Regions from separate parts of the Zea mays genome. Here regions 1 and 2 are each linked to region 3. Evidence: chromatin contacts called from public Hi-C data. All regions are on one chromosome and are shown on one strand. The core of a region is the stretch at or near the end of the contact, and the rest is flanking DNA. Distances in the headings are between cores, read along the strand shown. Region 1 has its middle 59 kb from the start of LOC100282035. Region 2 has its middle 26 kb from the start of LOC100278708. Region 3 has its middle 45 kb from the start of LOC100283611.

Region 1 (3,780 bases), core at 1,048-3,547, 300 kb after region 3:
ATAGTAACCCTGCAGGGTGGGACCGCTATCGTTTCTCGACAACAAGCTCAGGGAAGGTGTTTTTCGGACCTTCGGCTTCCTGAAGCCTAAGAGACTTTTTTCACGGATAAAGCTCGTTACGAAAAACGATCTAGCACCGTGAAGGGGCTACTGTTGGGACCATGCTTCATCGCCGAAGGTCCTGCAGAAAGAGACAGCTTCGGCTGAAGCTGCCCGTACGTGACGCCGAAGGTATCATTCATGAAGCTTTGATAATACAACATATCCGAAGGTGAAGGGACGAACCGACTTAAAGATAGAATGACCTTTTAGTCCATAAAGGTCTGAGTCAATGTTGTAAACTTTTATGAGGGGCATGATTGTAATTCCTCATAGGCTGTGTCCTGTGCCTATAAATAGTGAATAGTATTCCTTTACTGTTCATGCATTCCTGCAATTGCAATTGCATCACTCGGAAATTATTCTTTGCCAAGGCAGAGGTATAAATGTATCTAACATTTGAATACATCAAGTTTGTATAATATGAGAATGATGTTGTTTATTTATAATTTACTTGTCGTTAATGCTTCATATCTCAAATTATTTTATACAATCTCTGAGAGTTCAATTACGAAGATTCAACCTTCGTAATTGTACCGTCTTTAACCTTCGTCCGAAGTTCATTAAATCCTTAAGGAAATAATGCTTCAGCGGACGAAGGGCATTAACATTTAACATTTTATGTTGCCTTGTTCTTAATTTATAGCATTTGAGAACGAGTCCCCAACAGTTTTCAGATCAAGCAGCTGAAGAGCTAACTAACCTTCAAAATATGTTATCCCATATCACACTCTTGGACGTGTCAGACATTCATCGATGTGCTGCCACGAATGGACATGTAAGTTAAACACTAAACACATTTACATATGCATTACCTAAAATCATAATTGGGGATTTATTAAAAAGATTCTTTCATAATCTAAATAAATTTGAACTCCAAATCATAGATTAAATACAAAAGATCATCATAGGGACTTTTGCTATATAAGTTGAAATAGAGACTAGTATCTCTTAATGGAGATTATATATCATAAATTTTATCTTAAAAACAAATAAGATATTGAGTATTTGAAAGAACTTTTAATTGAACTTCACATCCAAAATAATGTTATCTTTAAAAAGAACAATGTGTGTGTGCATTGCATATAAAGGGGTTGAATAATTAGCATAATAATAATTCATCCATGTTGGACTTTCCCTGTTTTTGCATTTTGTTTGAATTCGAATATGGCAATAGAACTAAAATCAGAAAATAAAAGAAAATTACAATAGAAAAGGAATTAAAAAGAAAAAAGAGACCATAGACCGAATGGGACGAAAAACCCTCGATCGGCCAATCTAAACAACACCACGCGGGGGCCGACTTGGGTTTTTCTTGCGTTGACATACGGGCTTGCACGCCAAGCTCCTCGAACGCGTGTTTATAGCCACTTGGGGTCGAATTGAGTCAGCCCAAAACCCCACCCGCGCGCAACGCGTTTTATGCTGCTGCATCACGGGGCCCGGGGACAGCCTCTTCCTACCACGGCAAACACCCGAATCGTCATTGACTTGTGGGTCTGGCAGGTCAGAAGCTTCCTCTGTGTTTGTAACAACCAGAGCACCATAACAAACCTCGCCGCTATCCTCGTAACCCCGTCCGTAATCCTCGATCCGATGACACGCACATTCAAGTATAAAGCAGACCAGTAGCTTGCCCCTCCTCCTCATCCCTTTCTGGTGGCCGAGAGAGATTTGAGGGTGTTGTCGGACGTTTTCTGCCTTGGCATAGAGAGTGGCAGAGGGAGCCATCGCGTGGGCATCACGCCTGCGCCGCCCTACGAGATTAATCTTGTGGTCAGGGCGAGTCGTTGTGTGACCTCACTCCGGTCCATGGCTCTCTCGTGCGTGGATTGCAGTCGGAGCACGGAAAATTCCTCATCGGTGTCAAGAGCGCCTCTACGGGCAGTGATTTGTCATGGGCGAAGACAACACCAACCACCGATAAGCCCTAAGCTGTCATGTTTGCCTCGTTCGACTCTGTACGTAGAACTGTTCGAGGTTGGATGATCACCAGGGGGATTGCCAGCAATGGCGCTGCCGTTGACCGGCATCCGCCGCAGTGACTGGTTGGAGAAAGAAGAGACAAGGGTGACCGTCGATCGTGGAACGGACGATTAGGATTTGATCGGAGACATTCTCTTCAGTGTTAAGATCGTGGCCGTCGAATCTCGTGGTGACAGCTAGGATTATATCCCGTGCTCATAAAATCTAGGCCACATACCTTGAATCCTAGGGTTCATATTATGTACCGTATCGGGGGGCATAGTCTAATCTGGTGCGTCCAGATCTGATCGGACGGCCAGGATGGGCCAATACCCCCTTCGCCCGGTGCGAGTTGCAAAGAGGCCCCTGGACTCTTTACAAAATAACCCGCCATCCAGTCGTAGTATAGGAATATTACATTTGGGGTCCTTGGGTTTACATTAACAATTACACATGGGTCCTTTGCCTTCGCAATTTGGTCTCCGGAACCTATTTTAGTAGTAAAATTAACCTAAAACTTACAAGATCTATACCTCTCGTTTCTTAACTCCGATTAAACCCGTTCAAGTTGCGTTCGTTCTGTAAAAATGTTACCTACGCCTTTGTAACATCATTTTATCAAATAACATGTTTGCAAAAATAAATATTCATTTAACCTATGCTTAGTAGATTAAACCTTCTAAACAAAGTTAGTATATCCATGACTAGAGTTTGACTAAAATATAACCTCTAGTCAAGTTATAAACTAGATTAAAGATAAACTGGTTATTTATTTGTCATTACCTTTCTGATTTATATTAATCAATAAAGAATAAAAGAGTTACTATCTAATCACCTAAAACTTGAGAATACTATATCATTTTAACTGTATGTCCGATTTTAGTGATTATCGAACCTACTATCTTGTAGCAGCGCGTAGAATATTCTTACGTTGTTTGTTTTCATGTTTGGTGTAGTGTTATTTTTATGTGATCCTTGTCTATTTGTATGTATTGCTACGAATAGCGGTGAGGTCACGAGAATCTGAAGACCAACTTGATACCAAGGATCTCAAGTCTAAGGCAAGTTGTGCCCTTGATCACTCTTCTTTACCTAATAATGATCTCTATTAATGACTGTGACTTACTCAGGTTAATTTGATGGAACCTAATAGGTTTCCCTAGTCTTGTTTACCCCACCCCTTGCAGACAAATGAACTATTGGGTAGACTTGCTATTGCTCAACTTGGTTTTGGGATTAATGTTACATTTGAATTATGATCATGTTCCAATTATGCTATTGTTTTAATTATTATTCATGACAAGATCATCGTTTTAGTTGGAACATGGAGCTTACCTTGAGATAACTGTGCTACCACAAGGGTGGAAAGGGACGCTTTTGGCTGACTAATTATGAAAGCTAATGGGGCAAGGGTGGTAGAGGAGCTACAGTATAGGGAGGTTCTCGGGTCGATCATGTTGTGATGGCTTTTCGGACGAGGGATCCCTATATTGCCCTTCTCAGAAACCGTAGCAGGTTTTCTGAAGCTAGTGGAACTTTGTAAAGGCCTCGTAGTGCTACCCTATCTCGTCTCCTTGGCGATGAATGGAAAGTCGCGATCCCTTGGCAGATGGGTAACACGACTTGTGGGTAAAGGGCGCAACCTCTGCAGAGTGTAAAACTGGTATATCAGCCATGCTCACGGTCAAGAGCGACTCAAGAGTCTTGCATGATTAA
Region 2 (4,026 bases), core at 341-2,840, 380 kb before region 3:
CAGTCACTGAAAACTGAATTTGCAGTGCATGATGCCCGGTTTCGAGCATTTTTGTGACAATTTCATGAGGTTTTGGTCCAAAAGTTTTATAGCAAGATGGAAGATAATTTGAAGGTGAAACAGTTTCATGTTGAGAGTTGGGCTTGCTACTGAGTAAAATGTGAAGAAAAAGGTGTTGAAATTTTCTATGTCAGGTTGGGGGTGAGCTGTTTCAGTTAGCTGAAACTGGGTGTTTCAGTCTTTTTGCTCTACTTTGGTACACCATAACTCTTGTTCTGAGTATTTTGAACCATGGGTTGCTATAGCAAGTTAGTAGATCTATGGTTGGGGAATAACTCTTGTGAATTAAGATGGATCTGTTGCTATTGGTAATTGAGAGAAAAAGGGGTCCCAATTTGGTCCTGCATTCAAGTTCGACTAGTTCAGCTAGGATAAAAAAAATATCAGCAGACAGGATCCCAATCTACTACACCCTTCCAGGAAACTCTAGAAAAAAATGGATGAGAATAACTCTATCCTGAACAAAATGGCGTGAAGGCAACAGAGGCAGAATTGAGCATATCATAAATGGTGACTCAACTACTCATGTGTTTTGCTGTCAGCACAGGATTAAGCCTCCACTCTTTACCTCTCTGTATATTGGTCCTGTGTGGAGTGGGGAAGTGAAGCCACGTGCCTACACTCATGTAACTGATGGTACCTCGAGGTCCCTCCTCATCCTGATTTCTTTGAACCTAGCTAGTGCATACACTTTGTCCCATTTGCTTAAGAGCCAGGCTCAGGAGCCTTCGCTGCCCCCCCCCCCCCCCCCCCCCCCCCCCCCCCCCCCCCCCTTAGTTCAGTTCAGTTCACCGTGGGTTGTAGTGGCTCACGTCTTCATGTCTGTGTTAGCGCTCCCCTAGCCGCACCGGGTGTTTGCCCAAGTCCTTCGCACAGCGATTCCCTGCGTTTGGTGATCACGCCGCCGACGTCTCACCCCATCAAGGTCAGGCTAACACGGTATAATTTTGTGCCCTGGGTTTAGTATTCCAATGCTTACGCTTGATGGTGAAGCCCACCGAATTGCCCGTTTGATCTCTAACATTCTGGTTGGTCCAGAACACCGGCTTGCCGTCGTGGATCGACGCCGTGAACCACCCCCAACGTTGACCGATCCGCTTACGACTTCTCCAAGCAAACTTTGATGAGCATCGTGTGCTCGGTGAGCCACTGATGCTCCCCATACTCTTCGTTTAAGTTCTACCATGTCCTAGGTTCTAGTCGTGGCTCGCCGGACTTTTGTGTTCACCGGTGTCACGGTGAACATAGCTCTTAAGGTCTCCGTAGCCGTTTCTACCCTGAGTGAGTTCGCCTTGGTCCGGGGCATGCGGGGGTGCCTCGATTTTCGCTGGGGACGGCCCCTTTGGCTAGTTGGATTTCGGCTCGCCGACACTCTAGCGCGGCGGTGTCGTGGACCCGCCGTGGTAAAAGAAACGAAGACCGAGGGGTTAAACGCGTGGGACTTTGACTCACTGCAATAGTAGAATAGGCTCGGTGAAATTAATTTGGGCAGTAGGGACTTGGCCGCAAAAAGGATAGGCGCGGGCGAGAATGGCTGATGTGGGGCCGTGCTCTGGCAAACCCGTGGGCCGAGCGTATGGTTTCGGGCCAGTACCATTGGTGGTTTTCCTTTTTCTTTTGAGTAGCAGGTTGCAAAATTCATTATAAATTATAGGAAACTGCAAAAAATTACTAAACTAATTTTGTAGAGCCCACGAAATTATGTAGTTTATATTAAAATTATTCTTAGGGTTTTTGCCATAATAAGTAAATTCTTAGTTATTTTAAAGTACGCTTGAGAAGCTTGAAAGAATTTTAGAAATAAAACCATAGGTCCAAAAATCATAGAAAATTTTGAGAAATTTATATACCTTTAGAATAACTCCTGGTCAAAGTTTGAGCATGTTTGGAATTTATTTAATTAGAAAACCAGAAACTAACTATGTATGAGTATTTAAAACACACTAATCTTTAATACTAATTTAGGGTTGGATCAAACTTGAGTCACACATAATGTCAAACACCAATATTGGCAAGCTTTGGAGTATATGTTCTCTGATACTTTGAAGTAGATTTAGTTGGACCACTTTAAGCCATCATTAGATAACCTAAAACTATAAGTATAATAACTATATGTTTACTTAAGAATAATTGAGCATTCCACCTTTCCCTTGTGAGATTGTGCATATCATATCATTACATGAGCATGTATTTCTAGTTGACTTGTAGAGCACCTAGAAGAAGAATTTGAAGTGGAAGTGGAAGAGGAGCCTGTTCCTCCACCTGAAACTTCTCCAACTGAGGTTATCGCCGAAGGTCCTCCAGAAGGTGCCCCATTTGGATTTGCTGCTAACTGCAATATCCTTATAGAAGAGCCCGACTCTCCTCCTCACAAAGGCAAGCCCCGGTGCATTTACCACCTACTTGCTGTTTTAAAACTTTTATCACTTATATGCTGCATTAGGTGGTAGGAATTTAATGATTAACCCTTTGCTGCATAACTTCCTTGAATTATTGATTATCATCCTTGATACCTGATTTGAAAAGCTAGACGTGGTTAGTATGCTTATAGACTAGGAACAAAAATGTTTTGATCTATGAATCTTGTTTTTACAAAGAAAAATGAACTAGAATGATGAAGGTATCAAAGGCCTTGATGACTTCATCATTTTAGAAGGGTACCTCTAACAGGTACCAGGTTTTCATAAATAATTTAATGTGAGACCAGACATTGAGCAGGAAAGGTCGTACTGTCTATGTCGATTAAGGACCATTCCGATTGTTGGCCTGTTGATCTAGGACCCTTTAACTGGCCACATGCCTCATCATTGGTAAGCTTAGCCTCGGTTGGACCAATACTAGAAAGGTTGGCCCGCAATGGGAGTGGAGAGATGGCGAGAGTATCGTGTATCCACCTGGCAAGAGGCTGGATGGTGGGGTACTGAGCTATCGGTTGGCGGGGACCTATTCTGGTCTTGAGAAACCCATGGCCGAGTTGACATATGCAAGGGTTAAGTGCTACATATGTCGTGTGGTTGGAGATCCCCAGCTGGGTATTAATCGATTCGCATCGCCAAACTTCTCGGATATGAAGACTAGATCTTCGACCCTCAGCGTAGTTAACAAGTGAAACAAAAGATGCTAAAATGAAGCTAGTATAGGACAAGTGAATGCTCTAGATTAGGCAAATCTAGATGCAGAAAATGAACTTAACTTGTGAAGTAAAAGTTTGGCTTAAGGACCCACTACTAGTAAGCTTTTCTGCAAAACTAAGTCTTTGAAATTTGGTAAGCTTTACCTTGATTCCCAACAACTAGCATATCCTTGAGGGTCTTTTCTTTAGTCGGGTCAGTCTTGCTGAGTAATTCCATACTTAGGGTTTTATTCCCATTGTTGTTGCCGGAGAAGCTATCAACACGTTTGAGTTTTGTTAAACTCATAATAGCGACTTTTACTTATGTGCATTATGTGTGTACTGTGGGAAGATGGTTTCTTCCCAGTTGATGTAATAAGTTAGCACTTTAACTTTACCTCGGGCATGTAATAATAAATACTATTCGGTTTGTATACTTAAAAGTTACTTAATGTCTATTACCTTATTGCAAAGTCTTCCTCTCAACTCCTGTGTTTAAAGTTTATGTTCATGTATGATTATTGTAATAATTGCAACTTTGGGTGAATGGTCCTTGGAATTGAACGAGTTCATCGAAACTCGGCACCCCGAGTAAGTTATCTGATCCACTTACATATCTATCCAAGGCCTTGATGGCAAGGATTGGTGTACATGGGCCCGATAACTTGGTTGGGCTGTGAAAGTAGGGGCCACCGGGGAGGTGCCACGTAGGGGGCCGCCGGGGAGGGTGTGGTGTCGTGGGGGAGATGGGCCGCGCAGGGGCCATAGGGAAGGGGCCGCATGGGGGCCACCGGGGGAGGGCATGGGGCCGCGGGGGAGAGGGGCCACTGGGGGCGCTGCCGGGGGAGGGCGCG
Region 3 (3,673 bases), core at 967-3,466:
TCTTATTAGAAATCCAAAATAATATTTTTGGGTGCTACAAGTTCTACTTTTCAAACTTAAGCTTGTCTCAAAATTTTGAGCACAAAGGTAAAAATGCAAGAACTCCATCATGAGATACATAATTCTATATTTCTTTATTTTGTTATTTGGCTAGTTTAATTCTATTCAATTGAACATTCAAAAGCATGAGAAACCCAATAATATCCAAAGGTTTCAAAAGTCCCTAAAACACTATCTTAAATATATTTATTTAATTATTTCATCATTATTATTATTATTTTCTCCTACCAATTTTGGGCTTTACAGAAACTCTGTCTCAGATGAGAGTAAAGCATGGAAATTAACCCTATCTACGCAACCACGGGCTGTCCAAAAAATATGGACAATTCGAAATAGATACAATTATAGATATGCAAAGATCCACATATTTACACTGTGTCTCTTTCGAACATGAGACACCTAACTGGGTTATGTGATCTACGATCATGATACAGAAATAGAGGTTATATCTAGGGTAGCGGTGGAGTCAGGCTAGTGGGGATGTGGTGCGTCGGTGTAGTGGCGCGTGGACGCCCCATTTGCTAAGGGGTCTAAAAGTTCCATTCATCTCTATCGAGGAGACGAGGCAAGGTAGCAGTACAAGGCCTTTCCAAAGTTCTACTAGTTCGAGAAGACCCGCTACAGATTCAGAAAGAAGGAAGAAGGAAGCATAGGAATCCCTCGTCCGGAAAGCTAAATAGATAGTCCGACCCAAGAACCTCCCTATACTCTGCAGCGATGCCTCCCCGCTTGCCCCTTTCAGGTAAGGTAATCTCTCCCTAACTTTCCTAATTACTTGGCCAAGGGCGTCCCATTCCACCCTTGTGGTAGCACTGTTATCTCAAGTTAAGCTCCATGTTCCAATTAACACCATAATCTTATCATGAACATTAAAGAATAGAATCACAATAATAAAGCATGATCATAAATCATATTTGTCTTAACACCCAAAACCACATAGAGCAATAGCAAATGCTACCCAAAAGTTCAGTGATAAATAGGGTATAAAGTAAAGCAAACTAGGGTGACCTATTGGGTCCCATCAAAATTAAGCCTGAACATGCCAAAGTGATCATAGAGAATATTATTGGGTAAAGAAAAGTGGTCAAGGGAACATCATTTTCTAATTGATTTCATTAAACTAGAAGCATGTTTGGGCTGCTGGTAACATTTTGAAAAAATCTAGGGTGCTTTGTGTAAGTTCCAGGACCTATATGCACTATTATTTGCTTCTGTGTGGACGACATGTTGTTTTCAAATAAAGCCAGGGACACATATGCAAGTTGTGCACGATGGACGGGGATAGCCGCACAAGAGCCGCCCGATCAAGATCGGATGGCCAGGATTAGATCTGCATCACTATGAACCGGTATGCGATTTCAACGCTTGGATCATGATTCCGCTGCCCACTTAGCGCCACGCCATCACCAGATCCGATCCATATGCCCAAAATCCAACGACTCAGATCCATCTCTGCAAAACGCTTCCCTTCATCTAATCTAAGTCGACTGTCACCTGATCAATGGTTGGGGACCCTCTTCCCCACCCGACCACAAGACTCAGCGGCGCCGCCCTTCCAAACCTAGAGGAGGACGACCGAAGTTCCCCGATACTTTCCCGAAGCTCCAATCCCGATATGAACGAGCTACACGTAGAGGAAGACGCGACAAACAACTTGAAAGGGTTTTCTCACCAGTGATAGCTGTGAAGTAGCCCGCTCGCAGGACGCAATGGAATCGACGATGGAGCTCCGACTCCGGCGTGAAATCGTCACGCGCTCCGATCACCACTTCGTCCGTCGATGCGACAACCGGTCTTCTCGAGCGTTGCCGAATCCCACTGACCCAATTGGTCGAGCCTAACAGTGGCGGTTCGCCCAGCACGACGCCTCTCTCTCAAGCCGCACGGGCTATGCGGCGGCGACAGCTCTCCCGACTCTCTCTCTTGTGGCGGTTTCGATGAGTCTTGCACGAAGGATAAGAAGGAGGGGCGTAGGTGCCCTGGGTCTTATCTCCCAGGTCGAGGGGACTGCCACCCAGCCCTTGCATGAGGGATAAGCAGGAGGGGGCACAGTGTTTGTAACGGCCATGCCCGCTATGCGCACAGAGGGGGGAAAGCACGACGCCTGAACTCTGGGGCCCACGTGGCAGAGAGCGTCGTGACACACGAGTGCTAGCAAGGTGCGTGAGGGGCTAAGCCAAAGGGCCCACCCGTCGGTGGAAGGTAAAAGAAAGCATAGAAGGCTGGTCCGTGCGGAGGGATAACGACTGACAGGATGTGCCTCCCTATCGGCACAATGATCCCGTGTGAGCCACCTGAGCCGCGTGCGGGATGCTCCTGTGGGCTGGGGAATTCGGCCCATGCGATCGAGGGAAGCTTTCCCCTTTTTTGTTTTCTATTCTTCCTTTATTATTTCTTTTCCCTTTTTATTTTAAATTCCAATGAAGTCTGATCACTAAATTAAGTGCAGAAATCAAAGCATATCAGCATGAGTGCATAGTTGTTTTAGTTATTTTTATTTGATAATTTCTTTTACATCAAACCCTTGTATATTGTTGAGATGCTAAAGAAAATAAACAAAACTCACTTAGACACTTGGTCTCAAGGATTATTGTATTTCTCCAACTTTTGGGTATTACACACGATAATTGACATGCGCGCGCACCCACACACATATATATATATATATATATATCAACGGCATGAAGGCCATCAATCACAAATATATTTTCAATCCAAAATGAATTTGATTAAATTGTATTTTTTGGATAAATTGAGAATCAGTGCTGTTTGCAGGACGGGTCTATATCGTTGGCTCGTTGTTGTCTTGTCTTGTTTTTTTTTCCAGTGCTGTACTTCTAGTTGTGGCCTTGTTCTCTCTACGGTAAGCATTGTGTATTGTGTGTTCGAGTTTTAAGCAGTTCCGCTTGCTATTTGTTTTATGTTTTCACTCTACTTTGGCCCTGTCGCTTCTGCTGGTTTATCGGACTGGATATCACTCGGCTGAAAGGTCACATCCTAAGGGCTAATTTGGGAATCTCAAATCCCCTTCGAGATTAGAGGGGATTAAGGTGAAAATAAACTAATTTTCTCTCTCATTACCTTCAATCCCAAAGGGAATTTGAGTTTCCAAACTAACCTTCAAAACCCAAAGGCCTACAGCTCTACTCCAGAGAGTACTGATTTTCTATAGTCATGCAGTAAATGTTGTTGGATTGGCTAGTTGTTGCAGCTAGAGCCAAGCAGCCTTTTTATTTCTCGCTCTTTTATGTTGCCGTCTCTTGAGATTAAAATAATCAAACCGAACCAACAGAATGAGCATATTCAGAGTTCTTTTTGAAATAGCCACAAAATATTTGCCGTAAATTTTATTATTGGGACAAAAAAACAAAAAAAAAATGCAACCCGGTCTTTTGAGCTGAATCTGAACATAGAACCCACAAAATTAGGGTGATGTGCTGCACATCACTGCAACTACGGCGTGCAGACCAACAACCGAAGCACTCACGACGGACTGAGTCAACTCAGCCAACTCAATCGACCACCACCAAAATTGCAACAACTCGAACAACTCACTCCAAGCGTTTTAGGGGGAAAGCGACAAACCCCAAATGTTTGGATTTTTCACATGTCA

What was found. A called contact is a pair of places that touch in the nucleus more often than the background predicts.
Region 1: a Hi-C map of leaf shows a contact between it and region 3, with 3 times the contacts expected there. The contact joins two enhancer-like sites. A contact is called at or near these places in 2 of 25 Hi-C or Micro-C datasets (endosperm and leaf).
Region 2: a contact with region 3 is called in a Hi-C map of ear, with 3 times the contacts expected there. The contact joins two enhancer-like sites. A contact is called at or near these places in 7 of 25 Hi-C or Micro-C datasets (bundle sheath, ear, leaf and 2 more).

Annotation. Positions count from the first base shown.
Region 1 is chr9:68,723,693-68,727,472 of Zm-B73-REFERENCE-NAM-5.0, reverse strand. No RefSeq gene overlaps it. Among protein-coding and RNA genes, the nearest start is that of LOC100282035, 59 kb to the left of the region's middle. Within about 2 kb of position 2,297, at least 14 of the 20 cell types and tissues checked have an H3K27ac peak or open chromatin away from gene starts, as enhancers often do. A contact at or near this core is called in leaf, where this site is marked.
Region 2 is chr9:69,404,350-69,408,375 of Zm-B73-REFERENCE-NAM-5.0, reverse strand. No RefSeq gene overlaps it. Among protein-coding and RNA genes, the nearest start is that of LOC100278708, 26 kb to the right of the region's middle. Within about 2 kb of position 1,590, at least 15 of the 20 cell types and tissues checked have an H3K27ac peak or open chromatin away from gene starts, as enhancers often do. A contact at or near this core is called in bundle sheath, ear, leaf and 1 more, where this site is marked.
Region 3 is chr9:69,025,759-69,029,431 of Zm-B73-REFERENCE-NAM-5.0, reverse strand. No RefSeq gene overlaps it. Among protein-coding and RNA genes, the nearest start is that of LOC100283611, 45 kb to the right of the region's middle. Within about 2 kb of position 2,216, at least 18 of the 20 cell types and tissues checked have an H3K27ac peak or open chromatin away from gene starts, as enhancers often do. A contact at or near this core is called in bundle sheath, ear, leaf and 1 more, where this site is marked.